Regions from separate parts of the Rattus norvegicus genome. Here all the other regions are linked to region 3. A link is a contact called in public Hi-C data. All regions are on one chromosome and are shown on one strand. The core of a region is the stretch at or near the end of the contact, and the rest is flanking DNA. Distances in the headings are between cores, read along the strand shown. Region 1 has its middle 120 kb from the start of Prox1. Region 2 overlaps LOC120096346 (a long non-coding RNA gene). Region 3 has its middle 320 kb from the start of Prox1.

Region 1 (2,783 bases), core at 253-2,752, 450 kb after region 3:
TGTGGGAAGATGTAGGCTCCCTGCTGTAGACAGGACAAAGGCATCCCTCATTCCCCAAGGAATGCCTGATCCCTGACAGCAGACAACTGACTCTTGGAGTATTAGGGACACTTTTTTTTTTTTGAAAACACAGTGGAAATTACTCATTATAGTAAAATAGTTTATTTCCATAAATGTTTTATTTCCTCCTAACACTTACCACCAAAACACACACTTAATTTGCTCTCTTTGGGTCTATTCGTTCCTCCTGGAGATGCAGAGCCTTCCTCCAAAACAGGGAACAGAGGTCTTGCCCGCCGGTCGCCTGTCCGCCAACAGATAAAACTCTGCAGAGTGCAGCATCTTCCCACTGCAGCCCCCTCCCCCAGACTGTCTCTGCAGGTGCTCTTCCAAGAGAATCCTGGAAAGCACACAGGAGTGTCCTCTCCAGTGACCCCATGGGAGCTCCGTGGTGGCTTTACCTGGATATTCCAAAAAGTGACATGGAGGGGCCGACCTGACATTTGCAGGAGTTCCTGAAGGCAAGCTGGTGTGAATAGGGGTGAGAGCCTTTCCAACTGTCCCCTGGCAGAAATGCTCACGGGCGAGACTGTGCGTTCTTAGTGTCTGATCACTGCCTGGAATGTGGGAGTCTGTGGGGGCTGGTGAAATGTGCTGGGGGAACTTTCCCTGTGTCTCTAGCTAAATGGTTTCCTGAGGAAATGAGAAATGGGGCTGGGATGGGTGAGAAGGAATGAAAAAATTCCAGTAAAGAATTAAAAAAAAAGATAAGACAAAAGAAAAAAAGAACTTTTGTCTTTGGAACGGGGATTGTCAGATCTGAAACTCCAGGATTAGAAATATAAGAGGCTTCTTTTTTTAAATCAAAAAAATATAGAAGAAAAAGAAACGTCTTGGCTCTGAGATTGCACAGTAAATGCTTAAAGGGTGACGGTTTGAAAGGGAGGGATTGGGGACACTTGGCACAGAGGGCTCGGAACCTGAGGTGCCTGACTCTGGACTTGGCCCAAGCAGGGCAGTTCCATTCTGCCATCCATTGATGTATGTTTAAATTTCTGAACCCCATGTGGACTGAATGGGCCTCTTTATCTCTGAACAAACAGGGAAGGAGAGAGGATCTTCCCCCACTTCTGGCCCTATCTGTATTTGTAGACCACACTGTGGGTTTTTCCATTCCAGCTGTCAATCTTCCCTTGTTGTGGTCTTGGTGGGGGGGGGGGGAGGAAAAGTTCAGGAGCCAGGAGCAGTGAGCTAGCCAAGGAGCAAGCTCAGTCAGAGTCAACTCCACTCTGAGTGTGACAAATCTTCAGGTTATGCTGGTCATCCTTTCCTTGAAGAAAGAGGGTATTGGGGACCTCAGGGATTCTGTGTTTCCACCCTTACCACCACACGATGCACCCCAACTTCACCTGGACCCCTCGCAGCAGTGCACAGGAGTGCCCCAACACGCACTATCCCTCACCCACAGCCCTACAGGACACAGCTGAGTCTCTAGCCTCAAATGCCATCCGCGGTGACAGGCTCAGCTGGCACAGAAAGCCTTCATGAAATGTCTTCTGCACACAGCAGCAAAGCCAATCAATGCCATTGACCGGTTTGATTTTGAAGGGGCCTCCGCGTGCCCTTAAAGGAAGACCAGGTCTTTAAACGCTAAGGCAAAACAGAGCAACCCATAAGCTGCACAAAAGCTTACAAAAAAAAAGTTGGAATCTTACGTAAAATAAACTTCCCGAGATCTAGTTATCGTTCCAAAAGAATCCTTTTAAAAAACATCGCTTGAAAACATCACAGCCATGACTCTGTCGTGTTGGCTGTTGAAAGAGCTCCCGGATAGCCTTCTCAGGAGGCCTGGAACATACCTAGGGTGAGGATGCTTCTTGTTCTGTTTGTTTGGGTTTTTTTATTTTGTTTTTGTTTTTTGTTTGTTTGTTTGCTTTGCTCGGGGTACCTTGTAGTAAGAAGCGATAGCTTGTGCCAGCCACCCCTGAGTTAGATTTCCACGTCCCTTATCCATTAATGTGTAACCTTGAGCAGATGGTCCCCATGCCTCACTTTCTTCATCTATGCCTGGGGACAAAAAAAAATCAGTAGCACAGAGAGTTTCTATGAGGATGAAATTATGCCTAACAGGGTGCCCACCGCACAGCCATTTCTCTTGAGTGGCTGCAGTTGGTCTCAAGGACAGAAAAACAATAGCATCTCCTGGGGCAGCTATAGGCAGCGTCCGGCTCTAAGCTCTTGGCGTCTGTGACTCCTTTTACTGCCTGAGACTCCCGTCTGGTGGACTGGGAGATAGGTCGGGGGTGGAGCGTTTGCTATGCAAGCACCAGGACCTGAGTTCAGAACCCCAGCACCCAGATAAAAAGCTGAGCACAGTGGTGAGTACCTGCAATGCCAGCACTGGACAGAGGGAGACAGGGATCCCTGAGGCTTACCGGCCAGCCGGGTCAGCTAAGGCAGTTTCAGTGAGAAGCCGTGTGTCAAAATGGAACCTGAGAAAGACTCAACATCATCCTCTGGTCTCCAGACATGCACACGTATGTAAACACATTGCCTACAGATAAACCATACACACAGAGAACGTTTTAGGAGGGTTCCAGGTGCTCAGTACGACTTTGCCTCCTTTTAGACTCAAGGAAACAGTCAGTCCGCGGTGAATCCAGACCTCTCGTTTCACAGGTCTCCTTGAATAACAAAGTCTGGTTATGGCTCTACATAGCTAAGTTCCCGTTTTTGCCTAGAAAACCTGAGGCAAAGATTTCATCACTGGCCCCTTGTCCATT
Region 2 (3,153 bases), core at 421-2,920, 310 kb after region 3:
GAGAGGGAGAGAGAGACAAAGGAAGGAAGGAAGGAAGGAAGGAAGCAAGGAAGGAAGGAAGGAAGGAAGGAAGGGGACAATATAAGAAAATCAGATGAATAAAAATGAAAGAATAAAAAAATAAATAATTTAATTTAATTATTTATTATAAATATTAAATTTAATTCAATTTAGAAATAAAAGTGATATGAGTGTAGATACAGTGCCTGAGGAATAACACCTGCCTGCCCCATACACACAACACACACACACATACACACACACACATACACACACATACACACAACACACACACATACACACAACACACACACATACATACATACACACACACACAGACACACATACACAAATACACACACACAGACATAGACACACAGACACACACACACAAATACACACAGACACACACAGACACACACACACAGACACACATACACACACAGACACACACACACAAATACACACACATAGACACACACACATAGACACACACACACACATGCACACACAGACACACACACCCCACACACACACATGCACACACAAATACACACACATACAGACACACACACATGTACACACAGACACACACACCCCACACACACACACATGCACACACAAATACACACACATATGGATACACACACAGATACACACACAGACACACACATATGGATACACACACAGATACACACACAGACACATGCACACACAAATACACACACACAGAGACACACACACACACAGAAACACACACCCCCACACACAGACACATGCACACACAAATACACACACATACAGACACACACAGATACACACACACAGATACACACACACACACACACACACACACACACACAGCACAAATGGAAAGGCAGCAATGACTAGCTCACATCTAGCGTCTGATTCAAACTCGCCCAGAAGCAGAATGGAACTCCAAGCTGTTCTGTTACTGTGGATGCAGCCAATGTTTCCCAAAGTAACATGTCCAGCCGTTATCACAGGGACTTCACCTCGCCGAGAAAACACTTCTTGGTGATGGGCATGGTGGATCTGAGGCAGGCTGAGGAGACAGACCTCCTCTTAACAGGTTCTGCCGAGCCTTTCCTCAGAACGAGGTCTGAAGATGTCAGTGTGCTGTAGCTCACTGGGCCACAAAAGATACCGAGAATCTGTGCTCTGGTAGCCACTTGCCTTATGCTTCTATCAGGACTCCAGTAAGCAACTCAGAGCCCCTCCCCCCTTCCTTCAGGTTGCTTTCTCTCTAGTCTTCCCAGGACTCACATTTGGGCCAGAAGGGAAGTCTCACCGCACATGGGAATTAGTTCCCTGGGCCCAGGGTGAATAGAATCCAGAGACTTTAGGAAGCATGCTCCCTTCAAACCATAGCTTCCCAGTCCATGTCTCGGTCTCTAGGGGGAGCAATGGCTTTTGTCTCTACAGTTCTGGGGACACTCTGGACTGAGAATGGCTCCTCAGTCCCAAGGCTGCCTGTCTGCAGAAGACCTCTTGCCAAAGGATAGAGTGAGCACACTCAGCTCAGACCCAGCTGCCCCAGATAAGAGGTGCCCGTGTTAACACGCAGGCTTCCTCTGCGGCCTAGCAGGGCCTTCCTTTCCCAAACAGTCTCCCTTTAATGTTGGCCAGCGTTGTTTTTCCATTGACTCAACATCTAGTCTCTGGTGGTAAGCCAGTGAGGAAAGCAGGAGCGGGGGAAGGGACCGTGGGCCACAGGGTGTCTAAGCCTCAGAAAGACGGACAGCCAGCCACATGGCCAACCGGGCTGGACACCTGCTTCGGAAAGACAGTGACCCACGCTTCCTCTACGGCACCTCTTCCTTCGTTTGCTGTGTCAGCCGTGGGGCCCCTCACCACCTCCCGGGTCACCTGACCTCACTTCAGCTTGGAAAACTTCAAGGGTGCACAACCTTTTATTACAAGTGTCCGTGTGCTGCTTAAAGGAAAGGAAAGGAGGAAAAGTCATTAAATAACATTGAACAGGGGAAAGAGTCTCAGAGAGTGAGACGGAGGACACAGCTCAGTGTGCTTAGGGCAGCAGAGCCCTGGAGTCAGCGCTGCGTACCTGCTGCCCAAGAAGGTATTTCTAGGAAAGAACAGATGAAAGGAAGCTGTTGACTGAAGGAGAACTGAAGAGAAAACAGCAAACAAGGAAGAAAGAAAGGAGAGAGCTGTGACAAGGAACATTCTAGGCAGGGTGAATGCCCCGGAGATGTGGGGAAACAAAAAAGGTGGAAAGGTTTGTGGAGAAAGTAAATCAGTATGGGAAGGAGAGAAGGAAGGAATGGACGAAAAAGGGAGGGGGCAGCTCCTGTGTGTGATGTGCGGTCCAGAACGAGCTGTTTTCCCCAGAAGCTGTTTCTGGAGCCCCGGGAAAGGGCAAAAGGTTGAGGGTGGACTGTACACTTCTCAGAGGCTGCTTTGCACAGTGCCAGGTCAAAGGGCATCTTCAAAACCAAATCTCGATCAGAGCCAGCTAAATGTTTTGACTTGAGGGAGACACCGTGGATTAAAAAGCAAAGCCGTGGTGTGGGGAAGAAAGGGACAGGGAAAGAAAGAAAGTTTAAGAAATGAAAGAACCCCATGGGGGACACAAAGGGGACGCCAGAAAACACTTCTGAGTCAGCCTAACATGCTGTAAAGATCGCGCAAGACAAGTTGTCATGTCGCCTTAGTGACACTGGCGAGGCTGACACAGTACTTGGTCTCCTTCGTCCTCTAATCCCTCCCTGCGCGCTGCAGAAACACACACCATGTTTAACAGGATTAACCTGCCCCCACCACCTTTATTTTTTTTACAATTCTATTTTCAACAAAATGGGGGTCCTCGGATCCGCCGGCCAGAGTCCTCTGATGTGCAGTGAAGCCTGGCCCGAGTGGCTTCCCTTCCACAGCCTTCGCTGGAATCCAGAGGGAAAATGGAAGCAGACAGCTTGGTAATTTTTCTCCATTCAATAAGTTTATTGTGAAAATATCCACAGTTTTGGGGTGGAAACATTGACGGTAGGATAGTCAAGGGAAAGCTGAGGGTGTGGAAATGGCCCTATTAAAACGAGGCAGGGGATGGAGGGGTAACCCCATAGTTAGGAGCACTGTATGCCCTTACAGGGGACCTGAGTCCATTCTCAGCCC
Region 3 (2,753 bases), core at 251-2,750:
CACAGCAATCAATCAATAGCAATCAATCAATAGCAAGCAAGCAAGCAAGCAAGCAAGCAAGCAAGCAGCTGTGCTTACATTCATTCCCTCTGCTCTTGACTGTGGATGTGACATGACTAGCTGGGTGAAGTTCTTACCTTGACCTCCCTGCAAAGGAATCCTCATTTTAAATAGCCACATTGCCCGCTAAGTTGATTTTTGTCAGAGTAATTTTTTTATGGCAATAGTGATGAAACTAGAACACTGTCCTAGAAAGAGGTCATACTATAGGAGCCCCCAAAGCTGGTTAACTTAGTGACTCCTCAGGGACTTGGGTTCTTTTCCGTAGCTCACTCTTCCATTCTTTCTCAGACTATGGTCTAGATCAATGGTTCTCAACCCGTAGGTCCCGACCCCCATGGGGTCACTTATCAGATATCCTGCATATCAGATATTTACATTATGATTCAAAACAGTAGCAAACTTGCAGTGATGAGGTAGCAACAGAATAATGTTCTGGCTGGAGGGGAGGGGATGAGGGTCACCACAACATGAGGAACTGTAATAAATAATTGGGGAGGTTGAGAACAACGGCTCTAGATCTCCTCGCAGTCAGGGAGTTCTACTAATGTCATGCCAAAGTATCCGAAGATCCGTTTCTCAAGCAAAACTGATGACTTCCTGGGACTAAAGAGAGCAAGAAGCTTTCAGGTATACAGCAGGGGACTCCATATCAATGTTTGATAAACTTTACCTGCTCCGGACCTGTTGAAAGGGAAGTGGCCTTTCAGTGGCCTTACAACAGGAGACCTAGGTGAGCTGCCTGTAGCATGACGGTCACGAAGGCAAAGCAGCAGCTTGGCCAAATGATTTGGAAACCGGAGGTGCATGAGAAACAAGCACACAGACGAGGGCACAGCGATGTGGCACTATCTGTGAGTCCAGGGGTGTGCGTTTGTAGATACAGGCTCCAGGATTGTAAGATAGTCAGAAAATGTAATCTGACCAGTGTTACCAGTACAGGTGAGCTTGTGGAGGTGGAGAATGCCTGCCGTGTCCTCAGCGCTGAATATTGTCCTCTGCTGGCTTCTATGGGTCATTCCCTGTGTGCACAGCTATTTTAATATCAGCACATTACAACTGTTTTGTCAATCTTCCGTTATGGTTTGACTCTTGGCTTGGTTGCTGGTCTCTGATGCTAGGGGGAAAATACTTGGTGCTTGTCCTTGTAGCAATCAGAACCAGAGGGGACTGCTCAGCTTTCTACTGCTCAGCTCAGTCAGTCAGAGCAGTTCTGGGCCAGCCCCGAACCAAGAAGAGTAAACGGTAAGATTTCCACCAGTCTGTGGGGGGAGGGCAAAGGATAGACCGTTATCTTCCCTTCATTGGTCCACCCAGTCACTAACAGACTTATCAGAGGACACTGGGACCAGATACGATACCCGCTTCTCTAAGGTCCATGCTCAGTAAGAGAGGGTCAAGGCCAGTCTCTGGTCTGACTCCAGGAATTACTCACCCAGCAGCCTATTACTGCTTCTCACAGACCTGTGCCTATCAGAACCAGATAGAGGGCTGGGAAACAGTCAGTGAGTAAATTGTTTGTCTTGGAAGCGTGACGACTGGAGTTTGATCCCCAGCACCCACGAAAAAGAATTGGGGCATGGTAGCACACGCTTCTAAACACAGTGCTCAGGAGTCAGGGACAGGCGGGTTCTTGGGATTCACTTTCCAGACTAACCTACTTTGCAAGTCCTAGGCCATCAAGAAACCCTGTCCCATCAAGAAATGATGTGTGTGGGGGGGGCAGGGTGAGAAATGGGAGATGGGTCACCTTCTCCACATAAACCTGCATTTCCAGAGTCCATGGAAATGCTGGGCAGATGCAACAACCTGCCGGTAATTCCAGCTCTGAGTGGATACAGGGGATCCTGTGACTGGCTGGCTCTGATTCAGCTAAGAAACCATTCCTCAATGAATAAAGAGGTAAGCACTTAAGGAAGGCTCCCAGTGTCAGTCCTAGACCTCCACACTCATAGGCACACACACACACACACACACACACACACACACACACACGCCCACAAATGTGACAATATAAACAGAAACCATACAGAGAAATGTATATCAAAAGGTAAACAGCGCCTGAGGAATGACACTCAAGGTTGTCCTTTATCCACACAGGTGTTTGTGAATATACACCCACCTGCGCACATGCACACACACACATACACAACACACAGGTACACACACACATACACACATGTACACACACGTACACACACATACACACATACACACACAACACACACAATATACACACATACACACATAATACACACATACATACACACATACACACACATACACATACATACATATATACACATACATACAATAGACACACATACACACACACCTACTTAAAGGGATAACTCCTACACACTAAACCACAAGAGAGAGCCACTGGATTCCCTGTTGACAAGTCATTCCCCCGGTACCCACTCACGCTTATCCCACTTGGGCTAGAGCCCCATGTTTGAAGAGAGTTTTTGGTTTCTTCTTTTTGTGCCCTGTGAGCACCCTGGGCTGGTGTGGAGGATCCAGCGGCAAATTAAATGCATTTCAAATAACGAGAGGACAGCGCCCTGTCTCCACTGTCCCCGCCACTCACTAGGATTGTAGAAGGATTATTTACTGTGCTTGCCTTGACTTGAGCTATTTAATTTTTCCAAAACAGATTCAAGGGATTGATTGATGGCAACCCCACTAAAAGT

Evidence for each region. Hi-C and Micro-C count contacts between places; a contact is called where the count stands out from the background.
Region 1: a Hi-C map of liver shows a contact between it and region 3, with 15 times the contacts expected there. The contact joins two enhancer-like sites. A contact is called at or near these places in 2 of 12 Hi-C or Micro-C datasets (both in liver).
Region 2: a Hi-C map of liver shows a contact between it and region 3, with 4 times the contacts expected there. The contact joins two enhancer-like sites. A contact is called at or near these places in 2 of 12 Hi-C or Micro-C datasets (kidney and liver).

Annotation. Positions count from the first base shown.
Region 1 is chr13:104,124,595-104,127,377 of GRCr8, reverse strand. No RefSeq gene overlaps it. Among named protein-coding and RNA genes, the nearest start is that of Prox1, 120 kb to the left of the region's middle. Within about 2 kb of position 1,502, at least 3 of the 93 cell types and tissues checked have an H3K27ac peak or open chromatin away from gene starts, as enhancers often do. A contact at or near this core is called in liver, where this site is marked.
Region 2 is chr13:104,260,883-104,264,035 of GRCr8, reverse strand. It overlaps LOC120096346 (a long non-coding RNA gene), which reads right to left. Exons shown (of 2, transcript XR_005492742.2): 2 at 1-3,153. Among named protein-coding and RNA genes, the nearest start is that of Prox1, 11 kb to the right of the region's middle. Within about 2 kb of position 1,670, at least 2 of the 93 cell types and tissues checked have an H3K27ac peak or open chromatin away from gene starts, as enhancers often do. A contact at or near this core is called in liver, where this site is marked.
Region 3 is chr13:104,571,273-104,574,025 of GRCr8, reverse strand. No RefSeq gene overlaps it. Among named protein-coding and RNA genes, the nearest start is that of Prox1, 320 kb to the right of the region's middle. Within about 2 kb of position 1,500, at least 5 of the 93 cell types and tissues checked have an H3K27ac peak or open chromatin away from gene starts, as enhancers often do. A contact at or near this core is called in liver, where this site is marked.